3 separate regions of the Pan troglodytes genome follow, and regions 2 and 3 are each linked to region 1. A link is a contact called in public Hi-C and HiChIP or PLAC-seq data. All regions are on one chromosome and are shown on one strand. The core of a region is the stretch at or near the end of the contact, and the rest is flanking DNA. Distances in the headings are between cores, read along the strand shown.

Region 1 (4,541 bases), core at 816-3,315:
AGGCCTTACATGAGGCCTCTGGCCCATGGGCAGTGCTGCTGCTGTCTGATCCTCCTTATGGAGAAAGGACAAAATGTCCATGTACCAGAGCTGCAGAAGAAAGTATTTGTCTTCCCCCTCCCTTTGCACAGCACCCATCTGTGTGTAATCTTATTATTATATATTTTTTGAGACAGGGTCTCACTGTGTCACCCAGACTGGAGTGTAGTGGCGCGATCTCGGCTCACTGCAACCTCCGCCTCCAGAGTTCAAGCGACTCTCCCACCTCAGCCTCTATAGTAGCTGGGACTACAGGCAAGCGCCACCATGACTGGCTAATTTTTGCATTTTTTTACAGCCAAGGTTTCACCATGTTGGCCCACCTCAGCCTCCCAAGGTGCTGGGATTACAGGCGTGAGCCACCGCGCCCGGCCCATTTATGTGTAATCTTAATTCAACACTTATTGAGCGCCTACTGTATGTTTGGCATAAAATGGTGGTCCCTAATTTCAAAAGATTTGGAGTCTAGAGGGCAGAAATTGAAGAGGCTGGTGCTCTGCACGTCTGAGTCCGCCCACAGACTGAATAAATAAGCTCTGCGTCGGCGCCCCTCACCTTTCTTTCATGGCCAGACTTTTCTCTGGCGGTTCCACAGCTGTCCTGACAGTGGAATTCAGACCGGGTGACCAAGCCCCTCGCCCACCTACCAGCGAAATCCAGCATCAGTTCCAGGGCAGCCGGACCCGCGCCCGGGGACGACTGACCCTTAGCCCAAGGCTGCGGGGGCGTCGGAGTCTTGAAGCGCAGGCGAGGCAGGGCCAGCGGGAAAGGGAGACTCAAGGCCCCAGGGGATCTGGGCGTTTGAAGACTCAGGTCAGACTCTGAGGCGCCCCAGTCTAAAGAGACGGGTTGTCTTTTCCCTAATTCAGGAGGCCAGGCTGTCCCTTGGGGCGTCGTACCGAGGGCAGATCACAGCCCTTCCCTCCTCACCACACTTTCCCTGTGCTTCCACCCAGCTGGTTCCCCGCCCTGTCCATCGCTGTCCTCAATCGCTTGTTGTCGTGGGCCCCCCTCTCCGGCCCACGTGGGGCCGCAGGGATCCACAGCTCATCTGACACACCTCGCTGCCCCGCACGAACCGGGACCCCTCCATTCCGCCGGCCCCTCAGACACGCAGTAACACCCCAACATCTGCTGGGAAAAAAATCTTCCCCACGGCGGAGGAGTTCTCAGTCCCACGCGCCCAGAGTCGCACCCACTCGAGCCACCCGCCTGTTGCCGTCGCCACGCCCTCCAGCCGCAGCCCCAGCGCGCATTCCTACGGGTCGCCGGGTCTGTCGCCAGCGATCGAATGAAGTCGGCTGATCCCCCATGTGTGGCTGCTCCAGTGACACCCAGGGGAGGCCTCGGTCCTTACCCCTAGAGCAACCAATGGCTGCCTTAATTCTTCAGCGGGGGCGTTCTTTTTCTTCCTCCCAAGCAGGCGGCCGTTGGGTCGGCCGAAGGCAGCAGCGACTACTACGGCTCTTCCTCTCCAATGGGATCCCCTGTCTGCCCGCGCGCCACAGTGACAGCTTCCAGATGCCTGTCTTTAGTCTCCCTTCTCAAGGGAAGCGGTGGGCGACCGAGGTGCGGCCTGGAGGGCCCCCATGTGGGAAGGGAAGACTTGCGGAAGGGCAATTCTTCCAGTGCGGAGACGAGGAGGCCAGCCCAGCCGCACTTCGGTCGCCCACCGCTCCGCCTGGTGGTCCGCAGCCCCTTCCAGGCCGGCTTCTCCGGGTGGGGCGTGCTAGTCCGGGGCTAACTTTCCGCCACGTGCTGTCCCTGCGACCCGTCTCCCCCGGTCGCCCTTCCTTCTCCCGGCGGCCGCTGGAGCTGCCCGCTTCGTGGAGCCGGTGGCAGGCCCCGGGGCTGAGAGCTCGCGCCCAGGCTTTTACTCAGATTCCAGCACCTGATGGAGCAGGGGGTGGCGGCCAGCGCACAGGCTGTCGGCATCTCATGGCAGCGGAGACGGTCGTTTGGGGACGGAGGGGCGAGCCCTGCGGCCGGGGCCAGTGGAGCTGGGCTCGGAGCCCGCCCACCATCCTCCCGCCCACCACCGCGGCCGGGCGCGCAGGCTCACACCCCTTCCTGGGGAAGCGAATGGTCCCTTCCAGGCGGGTGGCCATGTTGCTCTAATAAAGCGGGAGGGGCGGCGGCGTGGGGGGAGCAGATGCCGCTGGCTGCCAGCGGGACGCCGGCGAGCAGAGCGCAGCCGCGAGGGAGGCGCGAGGGAGGCGAGCCGGAGCCCGAGCACTAGCAGCAGCCGGAGTCGGCGGAAAGCACCCGGGCGCAGCCGGAGCCGGTGCCGCAGCTGCGATGGCCGTGGCCGTGGGGAGACCGTCTGTGAGTGCTGGGGCCTCGCCTGCTGCTCCTCGGGCGCCGGGTGGTCTCTGCTCTGGGGCGGGTGCGGTGAGGACCACAGGGGAGCCGGGCGGGTGCTCGGCCCTGCGGCGGCGGCGACGGCTGTGGGTGTGTGCACGAATTTGGGCGCGCGTCTGGGGTCGGGGTTAGGAGCCCAGGGGCTCAGTTACGTGATGCAACAGTGGATCGCCTCGTCGCGTCCCTCTTCTGGGGATGCGAAAGAAAAAGGACCCCTCTCCTGTTCCCTTTAAAATAATTCTTTGAGGCGCGGCGTGTCTCAGCCGCCTCCCTCTGCCCGCGCACCTCTTCCCTCGTGACAGCCAGAAGGGCGCCGGGTTCGGGGCTTTCCTCCAGTCTCCCCCGCGCCGAGGGGGCGCTCAGGGCATGGGAATTGCGAGCTGAAGTGCTGCGTGTGGCACAGCTGTAGAAGCAGGTCAGAGGGGTGGGATTTCCGTGGTGGCCTCCCCAGCGCATTGTGAGATCCCGGACACCCTCGGGCATCCACCCGGCTGAGCGGGCCCTGCCCAGGATGTGGACAAAGCCCCAGATAACACACACAAAGTTTTCTGGAGGCTCCCTTGTGGTGTGGGTGGAAGGACTGAAATGTTCTGCGGCTGAAAGGCCGGGGGCGGCGGGCTGAGGAGGCTGGGACGCGAGGAAGAGGAAGGGCGGGCGGGTGCGTGAAGAATCGAGTGCCCCACGGCGGGAGGGAGGAGAGTAGGAGGGAGGAGATACCTTTGCCCCGAGTGTGTGGGCCAAGGCGCCGCGCCTACTGGGTTGCAAGACTCGGTCCGCGCCCCGGGGCCGGGCCGGAGGGGAGCGGGACTCCGAGGGTGCGGTTCAGTGGCCGCTCCGCATCCCCAAGTGAAAGGCGGAGGAAGGGGCGGCGGCGGCCTTTCCTTTTTTTTGAAAGGAGCGGAGCTGGGTGGGAAAGGCGGAGTCCTCCTGTTTTCCCTTTCCCCTTTTCGTCGTCGATGTTCACAGTCCACTCGCCTTACTGGCTTTGGGGGCGCCTCGGGCGATGTCTTTCCCTGTCTATCACCTCCTCTTCCCTTTTTCTTCTTCCCTTTCCCACAGCTGTGCAGCTGCAGGTGGTGGCTCGGGAGATTTTGTAGTTACAGACGAAAGACTTACTGAGACACTGGAAGCTCGGAAATCCCAGAAATGCAAGGCTGTGCTCTCAGGCTCCCGGCTCTTCCCCCTCTCCCCGCCTAACTCTTCCCCAGATACGCGCGCCTTTTGCACCCTACCCCCTCGGGAGAAGTTCATGGGTCCCTTTGCGGATTCTAATTCGATTTGGTGGTTCGGCTGCCCGCGGTGCTGTCAAAGACGTTTTCTGCAGTCAGAAAACACAGCGGTCATATCGAATCATAACTGTCTTTTAGGCCTTTTCAACTCTACGATTTAATGACATGGCTCTTTTAAGAATTCTGGTCTTCTTTTGCACATAAATTGTGCTCTTGATAATCAGTGGTCACATGTAGGTTATTGTTACTGAGGGAATTTGCATAGTCTCTGGGCTAGTCGTTTTATTTTTGGTGAGAAAATTGAGGTCTATAGAGGTGAAATTTATCTGGTTAAATTACTCCTCCCCCTGCCCCCCATTATACTTATTAGCAGGCATAGATTCAGAGAACTAAAATAACAATATCTGCTTTAGATAAATTGGCAAACGTTTAGGATTGCAAATATTCAGTGGGGGTGTTTGGCTTTTTCAGTAACACGTATTATTGCTGGTGCATTCTTGAGGGATGGAGGAGGTGGAAGAAATAATTAGCTGCACGTTTTCTATAAATTAGTTCATATATGTCAGTTAAATAGGAACAGTATGTGGATTTAAGGTTTAGTTGTGTGGCCGTAATCACATCCAACACCAAGTCGGCCAACCATATGTGAGCTTAATCCCACAGAATTCTTATGTTAGATCTCCCTTTTCAGATAATAGAGGAGATTTTTTTTAAGTATACGTGCACAGAGGAAGTGACTTCTTTCTGCGCACTCTGTTGTCACCGGAATTAAAATTAAATTACAATCTAAAGACAGAAGACTTTTCTTTTGGAAACCTAATGTAAGAGTGATTAGGAATTGACTATAAAGTTAGAAAGTCTACAGAAAATGTGTGATCACATTTCACAGATAATTGTTGAATCCTTTCACTT
Region 2 (4,541 bases), core at 1,437-3,936, 210 kb after region 1:
GCCTTCCAGAAAGCTCGGGAAAGGCTAATGGGTAAAGCCTGATTAGCCTAAGGGGAATAATGTGTTTTTCATAAATAACACTTTCAGCTCCGGCAAGGTAAGCCAATGTGATAAGGACAAATAGAATGAGGAGAATTTTTTTTAAAAGATATATTAACAAACAAAAAATTCTGCAAAGTAAACAGAGAAAACCTACATAATCCCCCAGCCCATTTCCCAAGAATATCATCATTCTTAAAATGAGGTGTTTAAAAAAGAGGATGCTGTATTAATAATTACTGGATCTGTATTTTTAATGATTGCTTTCCTTTAATCTTAAAGAGATAAGTGGACTAATGTGGATAAAGGGCTCTATCTTGGACAATCTGATCAGTCTTTTCTTCTGTGCTGAGCAGGGCCTGCCAAGAGCAGGAAATTCAACGCCATTTACAAAGCTTTCTTGTCTTACTCTCAGAGAAAGCCATCACTGTTCACATCATTCAAGAGGCTGTCTGTAAAAGGACACATAAAATACCAGTTATGAAATATAGAGTACACATTTAGTATAGCTTCATATCATTTAGTGCTAAGCAGCAAGATGATTATGTCAAATAAAAGTTATCACTTATTTATGTTTAAAAGATCAGATAAGCATTGGATAAAATTATGTAGCCTAAGCAAAGGACAATTTCTAAATCTTTTCCTTTTTGTTTTATATAGTCTGTTATTTTTAAAGTCTTCTACCACATAAATTTGCATTTCCTCTTTCACATCACTTATAAAATAACATGTTCCTTTTTTACCTTTGCCTTCTTACTTGAAAAAAACATCCCCAGTCTCCTTCATGCTTTGATCACAAACTCTTCATTTCTCTGATGGTGGATAGTTGGTCGAGCTGCTTTCTGTCTGTGGGCCCTGTCCACTCAGCCTTTTGATGCTCTGTACAATGAGCTGTCATCTCTGTAATTTTAATCTTAGCTCTAGTCTCTAAGTTAGTTTCATGTTCCTATTATGTTTATCAGCATAGATTTCCAGCAAGATGATTATGTCAAATAAAAGTTATCACTTAATGTTTAAAAGATAAAACAAGCATTGGATAAAATTATGTAGCCTGTAAATCATTTAAAACTGGTGTGCTAATTTTATCTTATTTTCCAAAACCCTCACCAAGCTCACACCTCTCTGAAATAAGTGTTAGCTTTTTGGGCTGCCTTCCCCCAGTTGCTCTGTGCTCCAAACAGATGCCTGTGTTTAGTCCGAGCTAATATGCAAAGGGACCTAGTTTTAAAATTCCTTAGCTGCTCCGCAAAGAAGAGCGCTGCCAAAGCTAGTTGTGTGCCTTCCCATATTTCACAAGTAACAAAATAATTCACAGAAAACACATAGAAGAACAGAAAGGAGAAATCTCTTCCCAGGGACTATCTGATTATGTAGATTAGAACTCACGAATATGGTATTTTCTAATTTAGGAGGGAGAGAGTAAACAAATAAATGTTCCAGGGCAGTCAACCACATCCCCCATTGATATTCCGTGTGAAAGTGTCTCTGGCCTAAGGCACCTGGTTGGTTTGCTTTTTGTCCCGTCCTGGGAGAGGTGTCGCCTATAATAACAACGCTAATTATAATGAACAATAAATGATAATTTATGGGTTACCAAGGACCAAGAAGCTCTGGGAGTCTTCATTAAAACAACAGCACTACAACCTCTGGAGGTACGCCGTAATTATTAGATGTTTACGTACCCTCATCAGCGTGCTAAGTTTTTATTGAAAAGCCCCCTCCTTCAGTCCCTCCTGAATTTTTTTAAATTATGGAAAAATTCCAAGACACAGAAGTAGAAAGAATACTGTAATGCAGCCTCGAGTACCCATCACCCAGCTTCGACCCTCAACTTTTTGCCTATCTTATTTCACCTCTCTTCTCCATTTTTTTTTTCTCTTGGACTGGAACATTTTAAAGCAAATACCCAAACTTGTAGCATTTATTGAATATTTTAGTAAACGCCCCGACAATGTTATAATAATTTGGTGGGTTATTGCAAAATGGAACGGCAAGACAAAATAAAGAAGGAATGTAGAAAACTCTCCCGTGGCTGAAAAGGCTGTCACAAAGGTTAGCTGTTAGGAGAAGCGCCGCGAGCGTGACATTCCCCCGAGAAGGGCGGAGGCAGCCAGGCGAGAAGGCACAGCCCCGCAGGGCAGGTAACTGAATACCTTCCCCGCTGCCCACCCAGGCATGCGCAATCCAGACCCTGGAGTTGCTAAGGCCCCAAGGCAGAGAGAGGCTCAGGCTACGGAGAAAGCCAATCAGAGGGCTCCAAGACTGATAAGTTAGCCAATCCAGATTCGAGGGTGAATCAGGTCCTCAGCATTCCCATCGCCCCACCCGCATCCAATCAGAGAGCCGGCTACTTTGGGCGGACTTTTCAAAACAGCTAAAACAAAACAAATCGGGGACCTTTAAAAGGCGTAATGAGACCAGAAACGATCTCCTTCCGCCCCTCTGTCTTCCCCCGTTCCCCAACGCAGATCAATCGCGGAATAAGCCCGACGCCCAGATTCCGCTCTCCGCCCTAGCGCCAGGCGGGAGGACTGGCTCGGCAAAGCCGAGGAGAGCTAGGGAGGCCGCGAGAGAGGCTCGAGACGGCGGCTTAGGGGCGGGACTCTTTTTTAAAGTCCGTGGAGGAAGTGCAGGATCCCTCCGCGGGGAGTCACGTGCCCCGCCCCCTTGGGGGCGTCGAAACTCTTAACAAAAACAAGGGGCTCGGGGAGGCTTCCGCTGAGGCGGCGGGGGTGCGGCGGTAGGCTGGTCTTCCGCGGCCGGCGTTGCGCCGCGGCGGAGGGTGGGCGCGCGGGGAGCGGGATGGAGCCGGGGCTGTGAGGCCGAGGCGGCGGTGCCTGGGAGGAAGGGTCGGATGCCGGACCGGGGGCACCGCTGAGGCGGTGGGTCCCCGACCTGCGAGACAGGTTTGGAAGCCCCCGCTGCGCCCAGTCCCTGCGGACCGCGAGGCCGCGGGCGGGTGGAGGCGCGTCTCCGGCACGGTGAGTGGACCCGCCCAGGGCCGCCGTGGGTTTCTTTGTTCGTGGTGGGGACTGTGGGCTTTGAGGGGGTTGGTACCATGCGAGTGCCTCGGTGCTGCCTGCTCCTCATCCGCTGGAGCGACCAGGGTGCTGCCCTCAGCCCCAGCCCCGGGGGGAGCTGGCGCCCGCGATGGACAGATAGATGCTGGTGGGGTGGACGGAGGTTGCGACTAGGTTAAGGGCAGTCTCCGCCTCGGTGCCCCTCGCCCCCGCTCGTGTTGTCACGGGGACATGCTGGCGTGGTGCTTCTCGAATTGACAGCCCCGGGGCTCTGCAGAGTTGCGGGGCCCCGGCATCAGTGGGTGGACGGGTGTTGTCCGTACGGGCGCGGGGCGGGCTGGACTGGACTTCTCTCCCCGGACCGTAGCCGGGTGTGCCGCGCCACCCCACGGCTCCTGGGACGGGGGTATCCGCCTCTCGGGTAAGTCCGGAATCGGCGCTGCCGCAGCGGACGGGAAAAGCTGGGGGCGGGACTCTCCGAGAGGGGCTTCTGCAGCTGGGCGCCCCGGGCGGGCGGGGCTCGGGAGTCTCCTCCCTCCGCTTCTTTGTTCAGTCGCGAGACTCTCCCTCCCCTCCCCCCTATTGTGCAACGCCCCATCCCCGGGACCCGCTGCAGTCGCTCGCCACACTGCAGTCCCCTGGGCAGAAGGCCCTCCCTGGCGCGACTTCAGGTGGGGCAGACGGAGGGGACGCCGGCGCCCGCGGACAGTTTCCTGTTTGTGAAACGCCAAGAGGCCAGGGCTGGCCGGTCTTACCCAGCGCTGGCCGGCGGACCTGACCACGGCTCCTCCCCCTGCCACACCTCCCTGGCCGTGGTCGGGATTGCCCTGGGGCTCTGGCGGACGTGACTGGTCCCTTCACCCGCTCCTTGTCGGGGTGTGCTGGGGCGACCCTTGCTGGAGGTACTGGCCTCAGCCCTTTCTCCCGCTTCCCCACCCCTCTTACCCCCAGATTACATTCTCTGTGTGGTGTCTTTACTGCAGATGAAGGATTTGGGGGCAGAGCACTTGGCAGGTCATGAAGGGGTCCAACTCCTCGGGTTGTTGAACGTCTACCTGGAACAAGAAGAGAGATTCCAACCTCGAGAAAAAGGGCTGAGTTTGATTGAGGCTACCCCGGAGGTAAGTTGGCAGAAAAGATAACTTGCTCAAGCAGCTGATGGGGCTTGGAGGAGGTAACCCCCCCGCCCCCGTTGAATCATGACTAAAGCCTGCAAAATTTCTTAAAAGTTGTTCTTTCTGGAGTACCAAGATAAACCTTATTATAGGTTAATGCTTTTGTTTCTTAGCAAGAATGAGAGTGATACTTTAGAGAAGTGGGGTTTTTTGTTGTTTTTAATGTGGCACCCTCCTCGCTGCCCCCCATACTCCAGCCTGCAGCTTCAGGATGGGAGACTCCGGGTGAATTGAGCAGTTCATTTGTGCAAACACCCTCTGCCTGTGAAATACATATTTATAGTAGAATCTTAAATGACTTTAGAAA
Region 3 (4,541 bases), core at 1,389-3,888, 190 kb before region 1:
GAGAGTTTGATGCCTTCATGGGTCACAAAGAGACAATAGTTGTCATTATTATATACTTCTTTCCTGTTTTCAAACATTCTCCACTCTTTTTATCTCCATTTTAAAGAAAAACACTAGAGGATACCAATCCAACTAAATTCAGACATTCACTTGTTAATTTCAAACATAAAAATTTACTTGTCTATATAAAAATGGGCAAAAGACTTAAACAGACATTTATCCAAAGATGGCAGACACATGGCCAACAAGCATTGAAAAGATGCTCAACACCACTAATCATCAGAGAACTCAAAACCACAATGAGATGTTTACCTCACACACATTAGAATGGCTGCAATTAAAAAAACGAAAAACAACAAGTGTTGGTGAGGATATGGGGAAATTAGAAACCTTGCACACTGTTAGTGGGAATGTAAAATGGTGCAGCCGTATGAAAAACAGCATGGAGATCTCAGAACATTAAAAATAGAACTACCATATGATCTGGCAATGCCACTTCGGAGTATGTGTCCAAAAAAATTGAAAGCAGGGTCTCCAAGACCCATGTTCACACCCATGTTCATAGCAGCAGTATTTACTATTCACAATAGCCAAGAGGTGGAAACAACCCAAATGTCTACTCATGACAGATGATTGGATAAACAAAATGTGGTATAGCCATACAATGGAATATTACTCAGCCTTAAAAAGGAAATTCTGCCACATGCTTCAACATGACATTACGTGAAGTGAAATATAAGCCAGTCACAAAAAGACATACTGTATAATTTCACTTGTATGAAGTACTTAAAGTAAAGTAGTCAAATTCACACAAAACACAAAATAGTGATTTCCAGGGGTTAGTAGGAGGGGGAAATGGGGAGTTATTATTTAGTGGGTACATAGTTTTAGGTTTCCAAGTTGTGAAAGTTCTGGAGATCTGTTTCACAACAGTGTGAACATATTAACACTACTGAACTTAAAAATGGTTAAGATGAAATTTTATGTTGTTTTTTCTAACCACAATTTTTTAAAAATGCTTTTTCTTTTTTTTTTTTAAAGCAAAACAAAACAAAGGTGAGACTAATTGCTTTCAAAATCCATTCTTGAATAGTAGGATTCCTGGATACATATCAGCAGACTCTGGGTGACCCTCTCACACTCTATTATAAAAGGGACTTGAACAAAGTCTTTTTTTATCCCAAACTTCATTCCTAAAAACACAAAATAATCACCACGGAGAAGCATTCTCAACCAAGCTAAGCATTTACCACTGATATTATCTTCAAAAAGAAAATGCCACTTTAGTATAGTTTGTGTAAACTAAGGTCACACAAACTAAAAACATCATATAAAAGTCTATTGGGCTGGATCTTTAAAGGATAAGTGCTATATTATTGTATGTTTTAGTGATGTCTCCCCCTTTAGAAAAGCCTCAAGATATAATAAATAAAATAAAGGCATCTGAATTAGTCGTTAAAACATCAGATTTCAACTGACTCCACATCCTGTTAAAGGATGCTGGGTTTAAAAACAGTTTGTATGCTACAGTCTGGAGAGCAGGTGGGCAAAGGAGACGTCACTGTTCAACAGACATTTGCTGAGGGGGTACTTGGTGGCAGGTACTGGGGATGCCAGGATGGATGAGACAGAAGTGAAGAGCATCCCCAGCGGGAAGCCACCAGGAAGTGCAGAGTGGCTACACTTCTCTATGGAGAGGTTCCTAGTAAAGAAACCATGTCTGAATGAAAGGGACCGGTCATGGGAAGGGAGGGGTTGCATCAGAGAGAGAGGTGGGCCCTTTATTCCATCATCTGCATCTATGTATAATAAAGGAAAAATAAAGGCATGAGAAGAGCTAATTTGGTTCTTTGCCATCTTCTTCCACCACATGCTGCATTCTGTTTGCCTGGCACGTGGATGATCTTGTGGCAAGCCCTGTGTTATTGCTCTGATGTGGGACTGAGTCACCACTCCCTCAGAGGAGTCAGATCTGTGAGATGACATGTGCCATCTGCACTCCAGATTCACTCACATAGCCAGTCAGGGAACTGCAGACAAGGAATGTACAAATCACGGTGGGTTTGCTGGAGAGCTTTTTATCCTCACATTAACTCTTGCATAGCAGGTAGTGCCACAGACTCTTTTTTCTTTGTTTTGTTTTGTGGATTTTTCTCCTTTAGAACACAATAACAAAAGTTTTGCGAATTGTTGGGTTTTTCCTCGGAGTCTAGCGTACAGTTGTTTAAATCACCATGTACTATATTTGCTTATTATTGCCAGCCTCTTTCTCCAGAGGTAACTGTTTATTAGCTCCTTAGGTGAGACTCTCCCCCTCCTTTTTATTTTTCATCAGATGAAATGAAAACACTAGGAGAGTAAGCAAAAGTTGTAAATAAAACCTTCAAATTCAGCAGCCCATGCAAATGCTTTCAAAACAGACCTCCCCCGTGGGGATCGCACTGGGAGAGAAGAAGGCAGCATTATTTTTCCCCAGAGCTGGGAGCTATTTCCTGAAGTAGTCCTAAAAGGGGCTGAAGAAATGCACTGTTTGTTTTTATAGCCTGAAGCCTGTCCTCAAAAGCTGCCTTATGTTGCATGGTGTGTACAGGATGTGGGGGCGGTGAGAGGGTTAATAAAAGAAAATGCCTTGTGAACCCAGTCATTCCATGTGACATTTTCCTGTAGGAATTTATGCCTGCCTAGTACTGGTTTAACTTGGGTCTTCCTGTGAGCAGCCAGGGAAGACAGTGTGCAGTTTCTGGGGGAAGGAAAAGAGGTCCTCCTTCCTCTTAAATGCTTTTCTCATCTATGTAAGGAGCACTGGGCTGCATGTTTGCCCCTTTCTTCAGAGCTGTAACCCTCCTGTCTGTGTGCCATTCCAGGTCACTCAGTTGTTCAGAAAGAGGCCAAGAAGAGATGCTGCTGCTCTTCCACCATCTCACCCCTCGTTGGGGTGGTTCAGGCTGCAAAGCCATTGGTGATTCCTCTGTTCCTAGTGAATGTCCTGGAACCCTGGACCATCAGAGGCAAGCCAGTAGGACACCCTGCCCCAGGCCACCACTGGCAGGAACTCAAGGGCAGCTCACAGACACCAGGGCTGCACCCCTGACCCCAATTGGCACCCCTCTGCCTTCAGCCATTCCCTCTGGCTACTGCTCACAGGACGGTCAGACAGGGCGACAGCCTCTCCCGCCCTACACCCCTGCCATGACCCACAGAAGCAATGGTCACACCCTGACCCAGCCTCCCGGTCCAAGAGGCTGTGAGGGTGATGGCCCAGAGCATGGGGTAGAAGAGGGAACGAGGAAGAGGGTCTCGCTGCCTCAGTGGCCACCTCCTTCTCGAGCAAAGTGGGCCCACGCAGCCAGAGAGGACAGCCTTCCTGAGGAATCCTCAGCCCCTGATTTTGCAAACCTGAAGCACTATCAAAAACAGCAGAGTCTTCCAAGTTTATGCGGCACTTCTGACCCAGACACACCTCTTGGGGCCCCGAGCACTCCAGGGAGGATCTCCCTCCGAATATCTGAGTCTGTCCTGCGGGACTCCCCGCCACCTCATGAGGATTATGAAGACGAAGTGTTTGTGAGGGATCTGCACCCCAAGGCCACGTCCAGCCCCACATTTGAACCTCCTTCCCCACCCCCACCTCCTCCACCGAGTCAAGAAACCCCGGTGTATAGCATGGATGACTTCCCTCCACCTCCTCCCCACACTGTGTGTGAGGCGCAGCTGGACAGTGAGGATCCCGAGGGGCCGTGCCCCAGGTGAGTGAGCAGACTGGGCAGCTTTCCCCCACTAACAGGAGAGTGTCATGCCCCAGGTGGCCCAGGTCCTTCTGCTGGCCACAGAAGAGCCCTGGCATGGAGATGTTTCTATACAGCTCAGCTCAGGACACTGTTCATCTGTTTGCCTCAGGAGGTAGTTGGACCAGTGTCATTGGGTACTGAGGAGTCAGGGTGGCAGAAATGAAAGCTGGGACCCAAGGGGCACATTTCACTTCTGGGGACAGGATAGGCTTAGGCGGTCCAAGTAAATCCCTCCTCCCTGGCTGAGTTCTGAATCAGTTAGGAAATAAGACAAAAGAGGAGGGCATATAGAAGACAAAAACATCACTTGTATTACTGACAGAGCTAACATTAAAGAACATGGCTTCAGATTGTAAGTGGGTCTCTTGATACTGAACCCCCAAGTTAAACAGGTTTACCTACCTCATCAAAGGTCATGCTAGACACACAAATACACATAGATATTAATATATACAGCCTTGAGGCAGCCTCAGTCTCAAAAGAGAAGAGAGAGACTGGGATGTGAATGCTCAGCTTCTCTTTCCAAAATCACTCCATGTCCATAGGGAGGAATAAAGAGTAGGGCTCAAGGTCAGTAATGTTTAGGGAAAACCTCTTGGAAGCTAGAAGAATGAGAGAAGCATTCCCCAACACATAGTCCCTAGAACAAGTAATCTCTCAAAACACCAAAAAAAACACATTGCCTGACAGCACCTTTTGAGTGGCTTTCTTTAAACACCACAAGAGTGACTTACTACCACTACCCCCGTTAAC

Evidence for each region. Hi-C and Micro-C count contacts between places; a contact is called where the count stands out from the background. HiChIP or PLAC-seq counts read pairs in DNA pulled down with a chosen protein or histone mark.
Region 2: a contact with region 1 is called in an H3K4me3 HiChIP or PLAC-seq map of stem cell-derived excitatory neurons, with 4 times the contacts expected there. The contact joins the promoter of CCNG2 here to the promoter of SEPTIN11 in region 1. A contact is called at or near these places in 1 of 7 Hi-C or Micro-C datasets (stem cell-derived neural progenitor cells) and 1 of 1 datasets of contacts at active chromatin or transcription factors (stem cell-derived excitatory neurons).
Region 3: a contact with region 1 is called in a Hi-C map of stem cell-derived neural progenitor cells, with 3 times the contacts expected there. The contact joins the enhancer-like site here to the promoter of SEPTIN11 in region 1. A contact is called at or near these places in 2 of 7 Hi-C or Micro-C datasets (blood and stem cell-derived neural progenitor cells) and 1 of 1 datasets of contacts at active chromatin or transcription factors (stem cell-derived excitatory neurons).

The regions. Positions count from the first base shown.
Region 1 is chr3:53,180,595-53,185,135 of NHGRI_mPanTro3-v2.0_pri, reverse strand. SEPTIN11 (septin 11) reads left to right here and starts at 2,065. Exons shown (of 10, transcript XM_054682944.2): 1 at 2,065-2,364. The coding sequence starts at 2,338. LOC104006065 (a long non-coding RNA gene) reads right to left here and starts at 680. Exons shown (of 4, transcript XR_008547508.1): 1 at 595-680.
Region 2 is chr3:52,969,711-52,974,251 of NHGRI_mPanTro3-v2.0_pri, reverse strand. It overlaps CCNG2 (cyclin G2), which reads left to right and starts at 2,686. Exons shown (of 8, transcript XM_001147453.8): 1 at 2,686-3,020; 2 at 4,043-4,180. The coding sequence starts at 4,043. LOC134809881 (a long non-coding RNA gene) reads right to left here and starts at 3,528. Exons shown (of 2, transcript XR_010156556.1): 1 at 783-3,528; 2 at 272-491.
Region 3 is chr3:53,372,193-53,376,733 of NHGRI_mPanTro3-v2.0_pri, reverse strand. It overlaps SHROOM3 (shroom family member 3), which reads left to right. Exons shown (of 14, transcript XM_063809524.1): 10 at 2,865-3,746. All of the region lies in intron 2 of LOC107974279 (a long non-coding RNA gene), which reads right to left. Among named protein-coding and RNA genes, the nearest start is that of SOWAHB, 140 kb to the right of the region's middle. Within about 2 kb of position 2,638, at least 9 of the 24 cell types and tissues checked have an H3K27ac peak or open chromatin away from gene starts, as enhancers often do. A contact at or near this core is called in stem cell-derived neural progenitor cells, where this site is marked.